Regions from separate parts of the Mus musculus genome. Here region 1 is linked to region 2. A link is a contact called in public HiChIP or PLAC-seq data. All regions are on one chromosome and are shown on one strand. The core of a region is the stretch at or near the end of the contact, and the rest is flanking DNA. Distances in the headings are between cores, read along the strand shown.

The links. HiChIP or PLAC-seq counts read pairs in DNA pulled down with a chosen protein or histone mark.
Region 1: a contact with region 2 is called in an H3K27ac HiChIP or PLAC-seq map of extraembryonic endoderm stem cells, with 9 times the contacts expected there. The contact joins the promoter of Bahcc1 here to the promoter of Socs3 in region 2. A contact is called at or near these places in 1 of 39 promoter capture datasets (cranial neural crest), 2 of 484 Hi-C or Micro-C datasets (both in embryonic stem cells) and 2 of 115 datasets of contacts at active chromatin or transcription factors (embryonic stem cells and extraembryonic endoderm stem cells).

The regions. Positions count from the first base shown.
Region 1 is chr11:120,230,773-120,234,555 of GRCm38.p6, reverse strand. Bahcc1 (BAH domain and coiled-coil containing 1) reads right to left here and starts at 1,609. Exons shown (of 28, transcript NM_001347621.2): 1 at 1,449-1,609. It overlaps 2900052L18Rik (RIKEN cDNA 2900052L18 gene), which reads left to right and starts at 2,939. Exons shown (of 2, transcript NR_151480.1): 1 at 2,939-3,061; 2 at 3,258-3,783.
Region 2 is chr11:117,967,757-117,971,454 of GRCm38.p6, reverse strand. Socs3 (suppressor of cytokine signaling 3) reads left to right here and starts at 2,089. Exons shown (of 2, transcript NM_007707.3): 1 at 2,089-2,580; 2 at 3,137-3,698. The coding sequence starts at 3,225.

The DNA.
Region 1 (3,783 bases), core at 360-2,859, 2.3 Mb before region 2:
GGGACTTTTCTTTGTGTTCTGTCCTGCCCGAGAGCTGCCGCGCCGCCCCGGTCTGCTCGCGCCCAGGGCCTGGGAAAGCCGGCTCCATACGGAGCGAGTAAGGGCAGAAACTGAGGCCACAGACCGAGAGCCGCGGCCGGAAGCTGAGATGCAGCAGATCGCCGAGTCCCGAGGCTCCGAGGCCTCCCCAAGCCAAACCCCGGTACAAGACACCGCAATGGACCCCGGGCAGGATTGGACCAGAGGAAACAGTGGCAGCGGGCAGAGAGCCGCGCGCGGCCGGAGAGCCGACGACGAGAGCACAGCTAAAGAACCCGAACCCCAGAAATCCTCCCCCGGGTGGCTGGGCGTGACCCCCAGAATTGTGCACCCTCCTGAGGCTTGGGCAGCACTCGTACCCCCAGCTCCTCAAGGTTTGCTTTGTTTTCAAATTTCGCATCGAAACGCCGGGTCTGAGACGCCTTTGTCCTCCGGTGGAGGCCAAGCTCTGGAGTCCGTGGGCTCCCTCCTGCCGAGTTTCCCGCGCGGGTGGGCGCAATGGGGCCTGCAAGGCCAGGCCGCAGCCAGGAGCGCGCCGGGAGCGAATGGCTCCAGCGTCGCTTCACAACCCGCTCCCTGCGAAACCCGCCCCCCCCCCATCAGCCCAGCTAGGAACGGGGACTGGGTGGTGCAAGACCCCCGCTCTGGGAAATGGACCGGTCCCCGGACCACGCCACGCGGGTCTTGGCCTGAGCCCGCGTGCTGCCCAGAACGCGCAGCATGAAGACGCCCCACTGTTCAGCCCCCCTCCTCCATCCCAACTCCCCCAGAGAGGGAAAAAAAGGGAAATGTTCTGAAAAGAATTAAGTCTGTGGGGAGCGGAACCTGAAAACCTGCCAGTACCCCTCTAATCTCCTGTCCCTTCACTGAGGCCCGGAAAGCCGTGGCCACGGAGAGCCGACCGTTCCCTGCGCCACGGAACGACCGGGCGGAGCCCATTCAAGATTGCTGGGGGAGGGGAGTAAGATGGGGGAGCAAATAATTGGGGTTCGCTCCTGGTTCCTCCAGAACTGGGCTCTCACTGACTGTCCATTCGGGGCTACCCGCGAGGCTCTTGCTGAACGAAGCTTGGCGGTCTCTGTCCTGTCTCGATAATTTATTTTTAATGCAGGGTGTCGATCGAGACAACAAGCGCTCAGAGCAAAGCAAGGACGCATTACGGGGGGAATTTTAAACCGATCGATAAAATTTTTCAGAAGAAAAAATATCGTACTCATATATATAGTCCATCTTTTAAAAAAAAGCCTTTCAACATCATAACGGATTTTAAAAGGGAAGCTCTATTATTTAACATCACAATCCTGAATTTCTTTTGCTTAAAAATGTAAACCCCCAAAAACCAAAATAATATAATAAAATAATAAAAATAGCAAAAAAAATTAAAAATGAAAGCAATTTGAGTTACTTACTGGAGGCTGTTTCCTGGATACAATTGAATGCAATACAATTAAATCAGTAAATGTGACTTTGGTTTGTATTCCTATTGGTATTTTCAATGTGCTGACTGTTGCACTGTGAATGCACGGCTTCCACAACAACGACTCTAGCGAGCCCATCCAGAGCGGCTCTCAAACCTGCAGCCCGGCGCGGCGAGCCACGGGCCCTGCATACTAATAAGCTCGTGCCACTCAGCCCGGAGCAGCCCGAGCGCTGATTGGCTGCTCGGCCCTCCACGGCCCTGAGCTCGTGCCACTCATTCGGCGTAAACAGGCCTCCCAATAGGCTGGCGCCGGGCCAGGGAGCTGCCAATCAGGGAGCAGCAGGGCTACTACCAAGCCTGATGGCGCCTAATTCAAGCCCAGCGACTGCGCAGCTCCTTTGCGCAGATCATTGCTGCTGAATGGGAATGTGGTGGCGCAGGGCGGGAGAGGAGCTAGGGATAGTGAGAACGGGTGTCCGTGTCCAGGGGAGACTTGTGGTTTTGTTTTTCCATAATTTGTCAGGTGTAAGGTTTGGGGCATTTTTATTTGTTTTTATGCACAAAATAAAAAAGAAGAAATAGCCTCACGCTGTAAACCAGATGCTCTGTCCATACCAAGGGTCTGTTTGGCAGGTGGCAGAACCTGCTGCACGTAGGCCCAACTTCCAAGCGCAGATTCTGAGTTACCCTGATGTACCTCCACTCCCAGGCGCCCCCCACCCAAACTAGGAATACACTTCTGCCTGAGGCATGCCCACAGGCTCCATATATGCCCTTCTTCCCCCTGCCCGAGAGGCAGATGTACCTTTCTTCGCCAGCCATCTATCTGTCCGCTCTCAATTATTATCTCCCTCCGCCACACTTTGCAGCGTAGCAACAATCGAAATGAAAATCGAGGCTCTGTTGCCAAGATAAGGATTTACTTTTTCTATCAGCCCCTAGATTTTAAAAATATCTTCACTTGATAATTTTAGGGGTGGTTGTCATGGTGTGAAAACCATGCTTAGCATTTCTCAGGGCCTGTCCCTGCATATTCGCAAATTTCTCTCTACAATGGAAAACAGCCTCTAAACAATTCTCTTTATCATAATCAGAATCAAAGCGCTTTTAAAATATTCTGCAAGCAAATATTTCGGTTAGAATTTGGTTGCCTACCCAAATGTTATTTATTCTCAAGAAGTAGAGGTGATGTCTTAGTGGCGATGAATACATAATTTCTGCTTCTCTTTTTCTCTGTGTGTTGGGGGGGAGTATTTAAGTAGATGCCAATCGACACAGCTATATTCCTTTGGATTTTTCCAGTCTCTTTCCTGCGTGGACACAAAGGAGTTAAATCTGAGATCTGTGGTCTCCTCTCTTTCCCCGCCTCCCTTGCTTCTGCAAAACGGTCACGATTGGTTGGCACTTTGCCAGCGGGCTGTCCATCACTAAGTGTAAACAAGGCGCTGATTGGCTGTTATCCAGTCCGCACCGGGCCTCCTGAAAAAAGCAATTACTGGCTCCGCGGTTTCAAGGCTGCCCAAGGCCGCTTGATGAAAGGAGATAAACCGGGGACGGTTTCCAGGATCCCCGCGGGCCGACCCAGGCAGCTCGGGAGCCGAGGTGCGGCGGAGAGCTTGGGGATCAAAGGCATCTGAAGAGAAAGGGGAAGCGGGCGCACTGCCGGGCCGGCCTGGCCCCCTGCGGGCCACGCTGACCTGGGAGGATGGGGGCGGCGGGCGGGGACTCCGGGATTTCCCCCTCGCAAGCGACTGGGCTTCGGCCGCCGCCCGCTCTAGGTAAGCCGGGGTCTCCGCAGGCCGCCGGACGGGGAACACAAGCCTGACTGCGGGGTGGAGGCGCGAGGCCAGCCCGGGATTGCGCCCTCTCCAGCGCGGTGATTGCTGCGCGCCGGGGCGCACGAGCTGCGGTGAGGCACATCTCCTGCAGATCCAGTACGCGATTGAATCAGGCCATCCTGTGAGGGATGGGCGCGAATTCCGGCTCCCGGTGGCTCGGTGGTGACCCGACGGCGAACGCCGGCCGGGCTTGGCCTGAGGTGAGCTCCGTTGTTCTGGTCCCTCCAGCGGCGGGCAGCCGTTTCCCGCTTCGCACGCACGGAGAGAAGATTCCCGGCTCGGGAGAAACCGCTGCTGGCAACGGGAGGCCCCGGAACGCGAGCGCCCCTGTTCTCGGTTGGTGTAAGCATCTCTTGCAAGCCGCAGATTTTCTGAGTGCTTGGAATTCGAGTTCCTCGCTATTTTCTTTCACTGATTTTGTTTACCGATCCAGGAATCTTTATATCTATCTCCCCGTTTAAAGTATTCTCCCTTACCCCATCCGTC
Region 2 (3,698 bases), core at 840-3,339:
CATGAGTACAGATTCCCTTGGAGGCCTGGGGTGGCTTAGGACTGGGGTTACAACAGTTGTGACCCATCCTACATAGGTCCTGGCACCAACACCCCCCCCCCCCCCCCCCGTCTTCCAGAAGTGCAGCAGGTGTTCTTAACTGCTGAGCCAGCAATCCAGCCCCTGACTTCCCTCTCTTACTTAAGAAGCTATCACAGTGTCTCACTGGGTCACAATCATGACTAGTCCTTGCTCATGGCCCACAGCCTCTTCCCCACTGTGGGTTTTGCCCCGCAGCTCTGCCGCCCCAGCGCTGCACCCGAGGCCTGACAGAGCCAGGCACGAAGTCAGGGTTTGTGGAATGGATGAATGAACTTGACTCGTGGCAGAGCATTGTAATTTACAAAGCACTTTCCCATCCATTAACTCCAGGGCTATTTCCTAAGAGTCCTCCCTGTCCTCCACTGCCCTCGGCTCAGAAGCATACGGTCAAGGCAGTGGCTGGGGAACACTCCCTGAATGAGATCAAGGAGGGCTTGTTCACAGAGAAAGGGAGAATCCATTTGGGGAGCCTGAGAGTGACTCGAAGGCAAGGACTGGGCCTCACCTGTGGGATCTCCATCTGTGAGCATCTGCTCATCAGACCAGTGTGAGATATTTTAAATAAGGCCCCTAAGCCTCTTGACTACTGGAATTGCCAGGGGCGGGGGACAGATGGGCACCCATCCCTATTTAACAGATAACAAGACTGAGTCCAGAGAGGCAGTGCACCTGCCCTGGTCTCTCTTAGTTCCTCAGCATCAGTGGAGCAGATTGGACACAGTGGGCCAGAAGGGAAGCAGGCAGCCCTCCCTCCTAGCCCAAGCTACTCTGTGTAGTCAGTTTGCCCTCCTACTGGTGTTACAAGAAGCCTGTGGTATCCAAGAGGGCAGGTCAGAAAGCCCACTGAGAGCAGACACTGTGTGTCACTTAGCTGGTTCTCAGGTGGCTGCCACTTCCTGCTGCCTGTTGCAAAACTCGACACTAGGCCTTTATAGATACTCACGTGACCAGGAGTAAACAACCTTTCACCTCAATCACCTGCTCTTATCAATACTCCCTCTCCACCCCACCATCGGGAAAGTTCAGACACCTTAAAACGTAGAGGCAAGAGAGGGTCCATTCTGACACCTCAGCGACTTTCAGGCAGTGGCTGAACCCGTTACAACGCTCTGTGGACAGTCCTCCTAGTCGACATTCCTTCTCAGGTTTGACCCTGTCCTGGGAAGTGAGGCTTCTCTCTCTGGGTTCCCCACTCCTGTTCTTGAATAAGGAGCCCCACAACCTCTTATTCTCTCTATACAGAGCCTGGGAAACAGCAAAACTCGGCTCGCCTACAAGACTCCAGCGCGCCCTCTGGTGGACTCGGGGGACGAGCATGGGATGAGGGTTTCTTTCCTCTAGCTCCCCCACCGCGCCGAGAGTACCTGGGCGGACCCACAGTTCGCCACGCAGGTTGGGAGGCCCAGATGAGTGATAAGGTAGTAGTTAGCTGCTCCTCCCACCCCACTCCCCAAAGGACATCAGCACCCACGTCTGTCACCGAAGAACCAGGCAATGGGCGGATGAGCTGAGGCCAGGTAGCTGCTTCTAAGTCAGTGTCTCCTCCACTTCTGGATCTCACAGCTTCATCTTTTGGACCTGTCTACAGGTAAATGTCGCGCATCCCCCTCCTCCACTTCCTAGGTCCCCAGTGGGCTGGTGGCTGAATGGTCCTACGTCCCTTTTGGTTGGCACGGGATGCTTGGAACTGTACATGAGGACCTCGGAGTGGCCTGGGTGCAGAGGGAGGGGAGCGTCCCCGCGGGGATCAAAAGAAAGGGAAGGGGTGCCAGGAGGGAGCCTCTCCCGGCTGGCCTCCTAGAACTGCCCGCGCGCTCCCATCGCGACGCCCCCGCCTCTGCCAGAAACCAGCCTTCTTAGAAGGGAGGGGGGGGAAAGTGTGAATGAGAAGTTGGGGGCGGAGCGCGCGGGGGAGGGGCCGCTGCCAGGAACGCTCGGCCAAGGCTGGCGCCGCGCCCGCCGGTCGGGCAGCCTCGCGCCGCGCTTTGTCTCCCTCTCGGTGAGTCTCGGCGGGTCCTGGAGGCCCCAGCTCCAAGCCCGCCCTCCGCGGCCCCTCCCTCGCCCTCCGCGCACAGCCTTTCAGTGCAGAGTAGTGACTAAACATTACAAGAAGACCGGCCGGGCAGTTCCAGGAATCGGGGGGCGGGGCGTACTGGCCGGGTAAATACCCGCGCGCGCGGCCTCCGAGGCGGCTCTAACTCTGACTCTACACTCGCCTGCTCTTACGACCGCTGTCTCTCCGGGCTCCCGGACGCCCCCTTCCCGGCCCAGCTCTCCGTCGAGGTCCCTCGCCCAGGTCCTTTGCCTGATTCGCCCAGGAGTGCGCCTCATCGGCCCGGGGAGCAGCGAAGCCAGAGGGGGCGCACGCACGGGGAGCCCCTTTGTAGACTTCACGGCTGCCAACATCTGGGCGCAGCGCGAGCCACTGCTGGCCGCCGCCTCGCCTCGGGGACCATAGGAGGCGCAGCCCCAAGGCCGGAGATTTCGCTTCGGGACTAGGTAGGAAGGAGGGGCGCGGTGTGGGGAAGGGTGGGGGCCTCGGTCCAGCTCGGGAGCTTTTCCCGGTTTCTCCTCCCCTTCCCGGGTCATTCCCGGTAGGGAGGGGACGAGGTAGGGGGCAGAGCGGATGAGAACCGAAGATCCCTGATTCCCGTCATACTCAGACTGGGGCCCTCGGGTTTCTCCTGTCCCCTCTCTCACATATCTCGGGTTTGGCACCCCCCTTTTTTCGCCCTCGCCACTGAGGACACCGGACTGAGAGGCGCCCTGAGCGTCCCTAGGGCTCTTGTGTCTCTCCCCATCCTGGCCGCGCTCCTGGAGACCCAACTTCCACGCGCGAGTTTTCTCTGGGCGTCCTCCTAGGGCGGGCAGGGGAAGAGACTGTCTGGGGTTGGCCGGCAGTGACCGAGGACAGTCGAGTTCCGCGAGGTGGCTGGGCCTGAGACACGGTCTAAAGCGGGGCAAAGGGGTGCCCCGGGCGCTAGGCGGAGGCTGGAGGGCCGGGCACGCTGGAGGGTTCCGGGCACTCACGCGCCTCACGCTTTGCTCTCTGCAGCTCCCCGGGATGCGGTAGCGGCCGCTGTGCGGAGGCCGCGAAGCAGCTGCAGCCACCGCCGCGCAGATCCACGCTGGCTCCGTGCGCCATGGTCACCCACAGCAAGTTTCCCGCCGCCGGGATGAGCCGCCCCCTGGACACCAGCCTGCGCCTCAAGACCTTCAGCTCCAAAAGCGAGTACCAGCTGGTGGTGAACGCCGTGCGCAAGCTGCAGGAGAGCGGATTCTACTGGAGCGCCGTGACCGGCGGCGAGGCGAACCTGCTGCTCAGCGCCGAGCCCGCGGGCACCTTTCTTATCCGCGACAGCTCGGACCAGCGCCACTTCTTCACGTTGAGCGTCAAGACCCAGTCGGGGACCAAGAACCTACGCATCCAGTGTGAGGGGGGCAGCTTTTCGCTGCAGAGTGACCCCCGAAGCACGCAGCCAGTTCCCCGCTTCGACTGTGTACTCAAGCTGGTGCACCACTACATGCCGCCTCCAGGGACCCCCTCCTTTTCTTTGCCACCCACGGAACCCTCGTCCGAAGTTCCGGAGCAGCCACCTGCCCAGGCACTCCCCGGG